Linked DNA regions of Sus scrofa: region 1 is linked to region 2. A link is a contact called in public HiChIP or PLAC-seq data. All regions are on one chromosome and are shown on one strand. Each heading gives the region's core, a stretch centred on a gene start, on an enhancer-like site or on the middle of the called end of the contact. The rest is flanking DNA. Distances are from core to core; before and after follow the strand shown.

Region 1 (7,197 bases), core at 4,008-6,507, 630 kb after region 2:
AGTAAATTATTGCATCTTTTTTTTTTTTTTAAATGGCTGTACCCTTGGTGTATGGAAGTTCTTGGTCCAGGGATTGAATCTGAGCTGCAGGTGCAGCAATGCCAGATCCTTTAACCCACTGCACCAGGCCAGGGATTGACCCCTACCTCCGCAGGGACCCGAGCCACTGCAGTCGGATTCGTAACCCACTGCACACAGCTAGAACTCCAAGTTATTGTATCTGTTCATCCAGATCTGACTCCAAACCTGGGACCCTTCCCCCTATGTCACGCGGCTTCCACCTCATGAGTGAAAAGTGACACCATGCTTGCTTATCAGAGAGCCTGCTGTTGCTCCCTGTGCAAGCAGGGCCAGGAGCGGAGGTTGCCGACCTTGGTCCATCTTGTGCTCCATGCTGGCCGGCCAGGTCTGCAGCACTGGAACCCATCTGCAGATGCAGCCTGTGCAAATGCAGGTGCACCTGGCCCTGGGTGAGAGGTGCAATGAAGAGCAGCCCTTTCAAGGCCTGACCTTGCTGTGCTGGAGCGACTCAACTCAGCACCATGGACAGAGCGCCCCCTGCAGGGGCCAAGAAAGCTGTAGTCACAAAGCATGGTGGCCCCATTGGAAACCACCTTGGTAGAGGAAAGGGGCATTTTAAATGGGAAAGCGGGAGTTTCCAGAAGCTGAGATATGTGCTATTTATTGAGAAAGCCTCGTCATCTCTTGAGAAAGCCTTGCCATCTCTTGACAACAGTGACCTTCAGAGGGGAGGCGTTCTGCCCTGAGCTCCGCTCCCTCCTCTTCTACATAGAAACCTCCAAGGTCCCACTGGCCCCTTTTTGTCAATCTGAGCTTCGTCACTCCTGGACCTTAAGAGCCAGAAGCCACTCTCATTTCAACTGTGAGGTGTCAACAGCTCTCTCACTTGCGAACTCCATGCTACGCACTCACCATTATCAATGGATAGGTTATCGATTTATGAATATTCGTAATCTCGCTATGTTGCAGAAACTGAGGAGCTAAGAGTAAGGCAGAGAACAGATGAACCCCATTCTTCCCTGACTTCCAAGACTCCCCCCTCCCTCTTTCTCTCCTTCTCTCCCTCTGTCTCTCTCTTCCTCTCTCTCTCACACACACCCCCCTCACATCTCAGAGGAAGAGTGACCCTTAGCCCAGCATCTGAGGCTAGTGGGACCACGTGTACTCCAGTTCCAGCCCCTCCCACCCCCTCTTTCTTTTTCTCTATCTTAAGCTGCTGCTGCTCCATCCACCCCTCCCCTCCGTGTCCACAGGGCTCCCACCCACACAGAAGAAAATACCCTGCCTGTCTTTTTCCTCCTGCAGCCACCACCCCTGCTCTGTTCACAGCAGAGGGTCAGAAGGATGGGCTTGCTGCCACCTTTCCCGCACCCCACTGACCCCTCTGCTCTGCCAGGGTCCATCCTCTGGTCCTGTCATGCCTGTGGTCACTGGAGGTCCCTAGACCCCAAATTCCACAGGCCCTTCTCTGCCCTCCCCTGTCTGAATCAAACAGGGTCATTATCTTTCTGCCCCCAAACTTGGGCTGTTTTTGCCCTGACACCACCTTATCTCTGCCATGGGCACACCACCCATCCAGTCCCCACCAAGCCAGCAACTTGAAAGTCAGCCTTGACATTATCTGCTCTCTCCCACCTGCTCCCTTCTCTTTCCTCTTACTCACTAATTCTTCTTATTTTTGCATCTCTCTCTCTCTCTCTTTTTTTTTTTTTTTTTGACACAGCATGCAGTAGGTTTTTTTTATTTTTTATTTTTTTGTCTTTTTTGCTATTTCTTGGGCCGCTGCCGCGGCATATGGAAGTTCCCAGGCTAGGGGTCGAATCGGAGCTGTAGCCACTGGCCTACACCACAGCCACAGCAACGCGGGATCCGAGCGGTGTCCGCGACCTACACCACAGCTCACGGCAACGCTGGATCGTTAACCCACTGAGCAAGGGCAGGGACTGAACCCGCAACCTCATGGTTCCTAGTCGGATTCGTTAACCACTGCGCCATGACGGGAACTCCCAGCATGCAGTAGTTTTATGTGGAATCTCAGTTCCCAGACCAAGGATTGTCCCCTAGACCACCAGGGAACTCCTCTCTGCATCTCAAATAGCTCCATCCCTTACCCTCCATGCACACGCCCCTGGCTGTAATTAAGACCTTCATAAGCCTCTCCTGGTCTTGAAAGCTCCTTGTTCATCTCTGCTTCTGGTCTTGGCCACTTCCACTCTCTCCTGTGTGTTGCCACTGAGCACTTTTCTAGAATTCTCATCGGATCCCTTACTCGTGATCTTCCTGGCTTCCCAGGATCATGCTAAGGGTCCCCTTGGCATGTCCTGGGTGACCTGATTTGTGCATGCCTGTCCAGCCTCATCTTTCCCCACTCCCTGACCCCGACGCACATCCTTTACAAGCAGCCCAGTGGTCAGTGTACCACCAAGGTCACATTCAAGGACGAGACCATTGTTTAGGGCCATGAGGTGAGCTCTGGAAATTGAGAACAGTGACCCTCTGATAGCGTCCACCAGGCAAGCTAGAAATAGGTCAAGAAGTTCCCGTTGTGGCTTAGAGGTAATGAACCTGACTAGGATCCATGAGGATGTGGGTTCGATCCCTGGCCCCGCTCAGTGGGTTAAGGATCCAGTGTTGCCTTTAGCTGTGGTATAGGTCGCAGATGCGGCTCAAATCCTGCCTTGCTGTGGCTCTGGCGTAGGCCTGCAGCTGTAGCTCCCATTCGACCCCTAGCCTGGGAACCTCCATATGCCGCACACGTGCCCCCAAGGAATGATTCCTCCATGGCTGGACTGTCCTTTTCATTGTGGATTCTCCAGATAAGTGTCTTTGGAGCTCTGGTCATTTGCACTGTTCGCAAGAAAATAAATAAGGATTAGCTGTGTCTCTTCAAAACTTAGAGTTTCACAAACAATAAGGTGAGCTACAGGGGGGGAAAAAAGAGAGGAGATGCCAGGAAGCTTTAATGTGGGAGAGGGAATTTCACAGCTGAGTTCATGACCTGACGGTTGGTGTCTTTCCTGGCGGATTCAGACAGCTGTTGCTGTTTCCTGTCACTCGTGGTAACGGTGACGGCATGGATCCAAACTCAGGTGCCCGCCACCAGAACTTGCTGGATCTCAGCTGGGTGTCCCAGTTAGGATCTTCATCAACTCCTGAAATTCTCAGAGCTGTTTGGCCGCTGAAACTCACAGTGCTATTCATTATCCTTCTCATTATGATCGCCTCTTTCTGCTACCCGAAGCCAGCCTTCCAAATGTGACATTTGTGTTCATTACAGGATGAAATCACTGGGCCATTTAATTAACACTTGCTGTAAATAGTCAGTGATTCCCAAGTGCCAAGGGGTGGATGCGAGAGGGAAGAGGAGGAGCGAGGGGGGCAGCGGAGGAAGCCTCGCTGATGTCACCTGGGCTGGACGGTGTTCCCTCTGCCACCACCCAAGGCTTCTACACGTTTGAGGGGGCGGGACTCCCCCGGCCTCAGGGCCTCTGTGTTTAATCTGCTCAAACACGCAGTTGCATAGCACCTACGTATTCCTGCTCCAGACTGTCTGATAAAATATCCCCAGATGATTATCCTCTGGGCCAGGTTGGGTGTGGAATTTGCCTTGTTGCTTAAGGGACTCTGTGTAGCCAGGTGGGTTTGCCCTTGGTCCAGGGCACCGTTTCCTTTCATACCAAAAGAAGCCCTAAGAGTTAGTCCTGCTAAATGTCTTGTCCTGGAAAACCCAGAAAAACCTGTTTTGAAATGTAGGTTTTATTATTATTCAGGTACTTGAGACCAACAGATGGGGATATTACTGCCATTGAAAAGAGAGATGGAGGAGTTCCCGTCGTGGCGCAGTGGTTAACGAATCTGACTAGGAACCATGAGGTTGCGGGTTCGGTCCCTGCCCTTGCTCAGTGGGTTAAGGATCCGGCGTTGCCGTGAGCTGTGGTGTAGGTTGCAGACGCGGCTCGGATCCTGCGTTGCTGTGGCTCTGGCGTAGGCTGGTGGCTACAGCTCCGATTCGACCCCTAGCCTGGGAACCTGCATATGCCGAGGACCTCCATATGCCGAGGGAGCGGCCCAAAGAAATAGCAAAAAAAGACAAAAAAAAAAAAAAAAGAAAGAAAAAAAGAAAAGAGAGATGGGGAGTTCCCATTGTGGTGCAGTGGAAACGAACCCAACCTTAACCGCTTGGTGGGTTAAGGATCTGGAATTGCCACGAGCTGTGGTGTAGGTCACAGATGCGGCTAGGATCTGGCATCGCTGTGGCTGTGGCATAGGCCGGCAGCTATAGCTCTGATTCGACCCCTATTCTGGGAACTTCTGTATGCAGCAGGTGCGGCCTTAAAAAAGACGGTGGGCGGGGGGGGGGGGGGGGAAGAAAGATCGCTACTCAGTTTCCATGAGGGAGAATACCCCATGCCAGGCAGGGCCACGTGAAAGAAGCACAGCCTCTGCCAGGAGGCAGAGGGAGTCAGGGACTGCAGGCAAGAGGTTTTATTGTGCTTTTTTCAGGAAAGACTGAGTGAGGCAGGATAAACAGGCCTAGGGCTGGCTGGTTTGAATAGTTTATGTGGGCTTTGGGACATGGGGGCCGCCCTAAGTCATCCAGTTCCTGGCCCAGGGATGCTTAAGGCAGGTGGATGGTGGCCTGGAGTTTGAAATCCCCACAGAGGTGGCGAGGACGGGCATGTGGGCTCTGGATGGGCCGGTCCCTGGGCAAAAGGTATGCGCGTAGGTGAGTCCTTTATCATCTCCAGGAACTGATTAAGCCCAGGAGGGGCCGTCCATTGAAAGTCAGCACGGTCCCAGATGTCAGAGCATCCAAAACCCACGGTTAATACAGAACCAGGCTCGGAGCTGTCCCCGCAGAGCCTCTGAACCTCTGAGACATCATTCATCTCCTTAGGTCGACCCAGAGCCCCGGGAATTTCTTTGTGCACCGGGTCTGTGGAGAGAAGCCCTCCTCACTGATAGTCAAGCCAGTGCAACATCGCCACCTACTGCCCAAAAGCGGGACCTTTGACAAGGCTCCCTGCAAACGATCCAAAGGGACAGAGCTGGTGTCTGGACTTGGAACTCCACCTGTTGACCTTTCCCACTTCCCCAGAAAATCTTTCTCCCCTCGTGTGTGCTAGGATTGAGATGTCTGAGGTCTGTTTTTCCCCTTCTGGTCACTTTTGACTTCCCAGCTCCCCAGCACAGAAGAGAAAGTTCGGGATGAGTTAAATATCCAGGGTTTCAGAACAATGTGACGGGCCTGGAACTCACAGGGTTTCCCAGACTGACGCTTGGTGATAAAGGTCAGCAGGAAACTGGAGTTTCTGTCAAAAGAAGGTGATTTTTTTTTCCTCCCTCTCAGAATACACTTGTTATTTCCTCCACCTTCCTGTCTCTTGTGCAGCTGGAGAACAAATACTGTCTCAGAAGGCAGAATTGGCCATCTCGTTTCAGTTTTCCATTATTAAAGAGTTAGACAGGGAAGTATGTATTTTTTTTTTCTTAACACGCTTAGTAGGAGGTGGGGGACAGAATGTCTTTGCTCCTTAATTCTCAAGAATTAAAATAGGAGTTTCCTGGTGGCCTAGCTGTTAAGGAGTCAGCATTGTCACTGCTGTGGTGTGGGTTCGATCCCTGGCAGGGGAACTTCCCCATGCTGCAGATGTGGCCAAAACCACAACAGCAACAACAAAAACTCTCACCAGTGGTGGTGGTGAGAGGCAAACCGTTGAAAAGCAGAGTCTTTTCCTTCAGAGAAACGTCACAAGTTCAAGTTGCTGCCTGGATTAGGGCTGGGGACACCACAATGAATGAGATTTGGTCCCAGCCCTCAGGGAGTCGCAGCCTAGTAAGAAGACATCTCAGGGGAACAGGAAATCCTGGGGCCGCAAGGCCCTGCCATAAGCAGAGGACGTCACCGGAGCCCAGGAGAAGAGGTCTCCTGTGGGGACCATCAGCGGAGTCAGTGAAAACATGTGGCGACCGTGAGCAAAAGGCTAAAGGGATCAGTAGTGATGCAGACGATTGCCTTGGGAATGGATTAGCAATGAGACCCTGCTGTGTAGCACTGGGAACTATGTCTAGCCACTTATGATGGAGCATGATAATGTGCGAAAATAGAATGTGTACATGTATGTGTAACTGGGTCACCATGCTGTACAGTAGAAAAAAAATTGTATTGGGGAAATAACTATTATAAATAAATAAATAAATAAATAAATGGATCAATAGTGACTTGGGGCTGCAGGATGATTTAGGGGGTGGAAGCAACAGCTTGGACATTGGCCCAGAGCCACACCTGCATGTCCCCAGCTGAACTGGCTTTCCAATGACCTGCCCAGAGCCCCGTCCTGAGCCTTTGTCCAGCCCCACCACCTCCTTGGCCTCCCTTTCTCTCCCCCCCCCTTCTTTCTGCCTTCCTTCTTGCCTTCTTTCTTTCTTTTTTTTTTTTTTTTTTTTTTTTTTTGGTCTTTTTGCCATTTTTAGGGCCACTTCTGTGGCATATGGAGGTTCCCAGGCCAGGGGTCCAATCGGAGCTGTAGCCGCCGGCCTATACCACAGCAACAGGGGATCCAAGCTTCGTCTGCAACCTACACCACAGCTCACGGCAACGCCGGATCCTTAATCCACTGAGCAAGGCCAGGGATCGAACCCACTGCCTAATGGTTCCTAGTTGGATTCGTTGACCACTGAGCCACGACGGGAACTCCATCCTTCCTGCCTTCTGATTTTGCTCTTCTGACTACCCCTCGCCAAAAACCGTTTCCAACAGGTGTAGGTTTTTAAATTACATCAGATTTAACTCACAGCCAATTTATTCCCCCATATCATGAATCAGATGGGAAACCTCGGTTACATATGACTGTACCGTCATTTTATTTATTTATTTTTTGGTCGTGTGCGAGGCAAGTGAAAGTTCCCCAGGCCAATGATCAAACCCATGCCACAGCAGCCACCTGAGCTGCTGCAATAACAGTGCTGGATCCCTGCCCCGCTGCACCACCAGGAAACTCCCTGTACTGTGTCATTTCATATCAGGGACAGAGCGTTCATTTGGGGCTCCTCGGGGGTGGGAGGGTTCTAGAACAACCGCTCACAGACAGGGAGAGACAGCTGTATTTTCCATTGAGATGTAGAATTGGCTCCTGCATTTTAAGTCTCCATTACTAGGCGAGTGAAAGCAGTATA
Region 2 (6,366 bases), core at 676-3,175:
CATGACGGCAGTTATCAAATGGACAGTGACCTTATTGTTTGATTCTTCCACTTTCATTAGGGATCCAGTTTTGAAATGAATGACCATAAATACCCCCAAGTACTACGTCTTACGAGAGCTGGTGACATTAAATGTCTCCCTTTATTATAGTCATTCAACAAACATTTGTCACGTGGCCACAGTGCGTTCTGCATGGTGTTGGGTCTGAACACGAGGGCTGAAAGTGTAGTGCTTAAAGGACAGTTTTCTGAAACACCTGTGGATTTAAAACCTTGGGGGGTATTTTTTTGAGTGGCTCTGTCAGACTGTGCCTTGTTGAGAGAGTCCTGGGATTCCAGAGAGCAGAGAGGCCCCTGTCTCAGTCAGCTTGGGCAGCTAGGACAAAGTCCCACACCCTGGGTGGCTTAGACAACAGGCATTCCTGTCTCATGGTTTTGGAGGCTGGGTGTCCAAGATCAATGTGCCTGTGGATTTGGTTCTTGGGGAGGACATGCTTCTTGGCTTCTAGGGGTCACCATCTTGCTGTGAGCTCACATGACCTCTTTGTGAGAGAGAGAGGAAAGGAGAAAAATTTCTCATCTCTTCTTCATATAAGGGCACTTATCCCATCATGGGGGCCCCCCCCGCATGATCTCATTAGAACCTATTTTCTCTCAAGGGCCCCATTTCCAGATACTGTCTTATTGTGGGCTAAAGCTTCAACATATGAATTTGAGGGGCTACAAACATTCAGTCCATATCAGTCACCCTTGGATGGGGAACCAGCCCAGGAAGTGTCTCTGGAAGGGAGATGTGTTTGATCCCTGCCTGAGGTTGAAGGAAATTGGAGATCAGAGGGAGAACAGCTCTGTGGGGAAGCCCTCCCTCCCTCTGCCCCTCAGATTCCCTGCCCTGGGCAGGCCTGCTGGAAACTTCAGTCCAATAGTGAGGATGTTTCTGCAGGGAACAGGTTTCTTTTCCAAGGCCCAGGCCTGCCCATGGCTGGTGTGTTCTCTGCTCTTGATTCTTGGATGCATTGGACCACTCTGTGCTGAGAGAGCACGGATGTCAGCTACTCACTAATTTCCCCAGACCCCCACTCAGTCCCAGCTCACCCAGTTGTTTGCTGGTACATCCTTTCACTTCTCTTTCTCCTGCAGCTGTGTTTCCAGAAGGAGAGAGTCTGTTTTCTGAGAAGGATGGAACCCTTGCAGAAAAGCTCTGCTCCCCGACCCCAACAGCAGGCACTCCTGGTCTCTTGCCAGGCTGGAGCCCACCCTCCGATGCTGCCCCCTACCCCTGCCCTTGTGCCTGTCTTTCCCCACCCCCCGCAGATCCTCCTCTCCATGCCTGCCTCCCTAGCCGTTGCCTCTCAGCTTCTCCCATGACTCTCCCTAAGTCTTAAATGGGGCTGTGACCACATGATAGGTGCCCTTCAGAAGAACGATGGGATCCTTGCTGCCTCTCAGGCGTGGTCCACACCTCTCCTTTCCCAGGAGGCTTCCAAAGTGCATCTCAGTGCAAACGAGAAGGGCCAGAGGGAGGAGTCCTAGATGTTCCTTGCGTCACCACGCAGTCCTGTCTTAAAGGCTGTGGGTCCAGGGTTCATTCTGCCCCTGTTACCTCTTAAGCCCTCATTGGACACAAGAGACTTGGTGGTGGAGGGCTTCCAGGGACGCCTGGAGCTCCACAGCCCAGAAACCCTCTTTACTTCTCCCTTGTCACTTTCTTGTCCCTCCCAGCCTGGTCCAGGCAGAGGCCATGGCCTCTCCCAGGTCTAGAAAGCAAGCCCTCATCCAGAGTCATCTAGGCTGTGGCAGAGCCTGGTCAGGGGAACTCAGCACCTAGATGTTAAGTTCACTTTTCTTTCCCCTCATGGCACACAATGTAGCTTAGAAGAGCAGGAACCATGCTGGGCTGGTGGCCAGAGGCCCGCCTACATGTCCTGGCTCAGCCACTAACCTACTGTGGGGTCTTGGGCAGCTTCTCCGGCCTCTGTTCCCTTTAGAACCATGAAGGTCAACATGGGCATTCATATCTCCTTTCCCTGCCCCTCTTCCCCACTGCCCATAGAACCTTCCAGAAAGCCTCTACCAATGACTGAATTTGCTCACGGAGCTGGATCCCACTTGTCCTCTCTTCATGTAGGACAAAGAGATAAAATATATCACTGGTTTTCCAACAGTTTTAACAGCAGGGCTCTTCCTTCAAGTGGCATCAGATAGGGCAACCCTACCTGCAAGGACAGTCCTCGTTATTACTGGCTTCTCTATCAGCAAGTTCACCCACTTGCAAAAATGAGGTGTAACCCTGCAGTCAGTCCTCTCGGTCATTCATGGTCACGCACGTGGTGGTGAGCCATCCGAACCACCCAGCTAGGGTTGAGCAAGACCCTGCCTTTCTGTTTCAGCCCCACCCAGAGATGACCAGGGGATAGAGCTGGAGGCTGGCTGACAGGGTTTGGATCTGAACTCTGGCACCTGTGACTGGGGGAACCTCAGGGAAATCATTTAGGACTCTGAACCCCATTTTCTCTTTTGTCAAAGAGAGAGGACAGAATCGACCAGGGTGAGTTGTTTTGAGGATTTAAGTTGACAACTCACATGAGGTGTGTGTGACCTAGGATTGCTGTGCGGGGTGGACTGGACCCTCCTGGTCTGAGGGGGATACTCCCATGGTTGAGCCAGGCAGGAGGATGGCATTACCTAGAGGGTGGCAAAGGTTGTTTCTCGCTGAAGGAGATTTCCTACACAGCTCTTCTGGGGAGGTCTCAGCCTGATCAAAGGGACCATTTCTATTCCTGGGGTCAGATATCAGACAGAGAAACTCCTCTGCCATTTGGCTTGCTTTTCTTTTCCTTTCCTGGAATGAAGTGTATTGTTTGAGCATTAAGTGTCTCACTATGTGTGTCTTCATGTATTTGCATATGTGCACATACATGTGCACACAGAGACACATGCATGTGCACGTGTGCTTATTTGTGTTATGTGGTGCACACATGTGTACATGTGTGTTTATGCATGTGTGTTTGTGTATGTGTTTTATGCGCATGTGTGCTTCTACATGTGTTATGTGTATGTGTATCTCCGTGTGTCTGTGTGTGAATGTTTGTGTGTTTATACATGTGCTATGTGTCTGTGTATATGTGTTTGCATATGTGTGTGAAGATGTGTACATCTGTGTGTTTGTGTGTATGCAGTGTTGTGTTCATACATGTATTTGTGTGTTATGTGTCTGTCTTGAGTGTATTTTGTGTGTGTGCGTGCACGTCATGTGTCTCTGTGTATGTGTCTGCATATGTGTGTGGGTATGTGTACGTTTGTATGTGTTTTTGTGTATGCATGTGTGTCTATACATCTGTGTTTATACATGTGTGTTGGTTATGTGTTATATGTCTGTCTTGTGTATATGTTTGCGTGTGTGTGTATATGTGTGTGGGTGTGTGTGTGTGTGTTGGAAGTGGGATACTATAAATTGAGGGAGGAAGGCAGCTAGCACAGGTGGTGAATTTAAGGCAGAAAAGAGAGGTGAACTTCCCCAGTGAGGCAGCTTCTGAGGCTGGAACTGACTTAAAAGACGTCAAAATCCTTTCCTATCTCAGCATTTGATCCACTGCCCAGATGGTGTCTTCAGTGGCATCAAAACCAGACAGATGCCCTCCCTCCCTTTCATCCTCCCTCTGCTCCCTCCCAATACCCCTTTCCCTCTCTTGTGCTGCTTTCTCTGCCTCTGTCCCCTTTCCCACCCAGGCCAAGACTGGACTTCTTTGTCAGAACAGTGGCTTTAAAGCCAGGTCCTGCCACACATCCCTTCCTCTGTCCCAGCTCCCTGTGGAGGGTGAGTCTTGTTCATCCTCAGCAGCCTGGTGGGGGTCATGGACCAGCAGCACCAGACATCCCCCTGCCCCATTCTTTCCCTGGCTCTGGAGCCACCATAAGACCTGGGAGCAAGCAGTTGGCCAGAGGGTAGTGTGAAAAAACAAGCACTTCCAGCATCCCCAGCAAGCAGTTGGCCAGAGGGTAGTGTGAGAAAACAAGCACTTTCAGCATCCTCAAATGAGAGGACACCTGCTTCCATGCACAGCACAAGAGGGCATGAGATTGTGGTGCGCTAATGTGCCCTCCTTCCGTTGAACAGGAGGATTGGCTGTGAGAGGGTCGAGCTCAGGTGCAACACTGGGGAGTAGGTCAGGCACTGCTGCTCCTTCCACACCTATTCATTTGCTCGTGTGTTTATTCGCAATAGATGGTCACTGAGTGCCTGCTGTGTGCCAGGCAGCATTCTAAGTGGTTGGGACCCTGGACTCTCCCCTGACTCAGCCATTGGCCTTGGAGAAAGTGACTGTGTATTTGGGACCAATAAAACACTGTACCCTTTTGGGTCCAGACTTATCCAGGAGAGCCCCCAACTTACATCTCCCCTGCCCTTTCAGCCACCTTCAAGGTCAGAGGAGTCTCTGGGCTGCCAGGGCTTCAGGAGTGGTGTTCTGTATCCCCTTGTCAGTGCAGAGGCTGAGCTGACTCCCCAGATCCTCTCTTCCAGCCAGTCACTCAGCTTCGGTCTTGTTTGTTACAACTTGCAAGACTTTATTGTGCAGTTTTCTGACTTCCTCCCTCCCTCCCTCCCTTCCTGTCCTTCTTTCTTTCTTTTTTTAAGATTGAAAATCCACCTTCCTGCTTATTTACCTCATTTGATAAGAGGCTTGCCCATGACTTTCTAACCCTAAGTCAAGGTCTAATCATGGCAACAAACTTACCTTGTTTTTGCCTCTCATCTGGGGAATTGGGAAGGGATCATGATAAGTGATGATGGCTTACATAGCTCTCTCTCTGTGTTCTGAAAATAATTTTATATACAGTAGTTCATTAGAGACATGTTTCATGGTTGTGGTCACAGTGGATGAAACAGTGACTGCGATTTCTGGAAGAAAGAAGCAAGGGTACAACGCACATCTAAATGAAAGGCTTCTGTATAATGACAGAATAGGCTGCAAGGATGTGTTTTTTCTACAGAACAGTCACATTATTGAAAAAACTTTGTATACATTTAGGTCTTCAACATATCAGTAATTGAATAGGATAATCAAATACGGATTATAGCAATCTCCCCTTCCTGTGTTCCTTTCCACGTGGGCTCTTGGGTGTTCTGTGCTGTCAGCATGGCTGACAGATCTGTTCACCACTGAGAAATAAACTGCTTTTCTAACCTGAAGGGGCACACAAACAGTAGACATAAAATATATACTTTGATTAAAAGAAAATGTCAACAAGGGGACATATCGGATGTTTCTCCTGACTGCAGCCAGTGGCCCTCAAGCAAAGGTTGAGACCATGAGAAATTAAAGGTGGTCCATGGAATGAGCCCTAAGCCCCATAGCACTTTATAACACGATGTTCTGAAGGTATATTTTGTACAGAAGCAATACTTCCCTGATAACATGTGAATGTGAATTCCATAGCTATTTATTTTCTTTTTTTTTTTTTTTTTTTTTGGTTTTTAGGGCCGCACCCGTGGCATATGGAAGTTCCCAGGCTAGGGGTTGAAGTGGAGCTACAGCTGCCAGCCTACACCACAGCCACAGCAATGCGGGATCCAAGCTGTGTCTGTGACCTACACCACAGCACACAGCAACACCGGATCCCTGACCCACTGAGCAAGGCCAGGGATTGAACCTGCAGCCTCATGTATACTAGTTGGATTCGTTTCTGCTGCGCCATGATGGGAACTCCCTATTTCCTCCTTCATTTTAAAGACTTTTTTTGCTTGCTAATTTAAAAACTATGATGATGTAGGTCAGATATAAAAAAGCTTTGTATTATGTAATCTGTGTTTAAGATATGAAGGATGAGTAATAGCTAGGACTTATCATCTAGTTTAAGAAATTACAGGTATTTTATGATCGTATTCCTCTCCTTTAGCCCCAGGAATAAACGCTATTTTGACTTTGATGTTCATTCTTCCTTTGCTTTTTATTAGTTTTACTACAGAAGGATAAATGCTGAGACTAGATGGTTTCATTTTTGTGTTTTTGATCATTATATGAATAGTAGTCTGCTGTTTTTATTCTTCTGTGATTTTTTGGCATTCCATGTTTCATGATACATTCTTAGAAAAATCTATTAGTATGTGTAATTGTATTGATTCATTTTTAAAATCTTATTTTATTGAAGTATAGTTTGGGTCTTTGATCCTTTTTGAGTAAGTTTTTATATGATGTGAGGTTGAGTTTTAGATTTACCCTGCTGGAATTTTGAGGTTGTATTATGGATGTAGATCAATTCAGAAAGAATCAGCTTTTTAATAGTACAGAATCCACGGGAGATGGGTTCCAGAACCCCTGAAGGTATTAAAATCCTTGGATGATCAAGTTTCTTACATAAAATGGTG

What was found. HiChIP or PLAC-seq counts read pairs in DNA pulled down with a chosen protein or histone mark.
Region 1: a contact with region 2 is called in an H3K27ac HiChIP or PLAC-seq map of alveolar macrophages. The contact joins two enhancer-like sites. A contact is called at or near these places in 1 of 47 Hi-C or Micro-C datasets (embryonic fibroblasts) and 1 of 2 datasets of contacts at active chromatin or transcription factors (alveolar macrophages).

The regions. Positions count from the first base shown.
Region 1 is chr10:47,897,249-47,904,445 of Sscrofa11.1, forward strand. All of the region lies in intron 5 of FRMD4A (FERM domain-containing protein 4A), which reads left to right. Among named protein-coding and RNA genes, the nearest start is that of PRPF18, 220 kb to the right of the region's middle. Within about 2 kb of position 5,258, at least 9 of the 83 cell types and tissues checked have an H3K27ac peak or open chromatin away from gene starts, as enhancers often do. A contact at or near this core is called in alveolar macrophages, where this site is marked.
Region 2 is chr10:47,270,521-47,276,886 of Sscrofa11.1, forward strand. No RefSeq gene overlaps it. Among named protein-coding and RNA genes, the nearest start is that of FRMD4A, 110 kb to the right of the region's middle. Within about 2 kb of position 1,926, at least 2 of the 83 cell types and tissues checked have an H3K27ac peak or open chromatin away from gene starts, as enhancers often do. A contact at or near this core is called in alveolar macrophages, where this site is marked.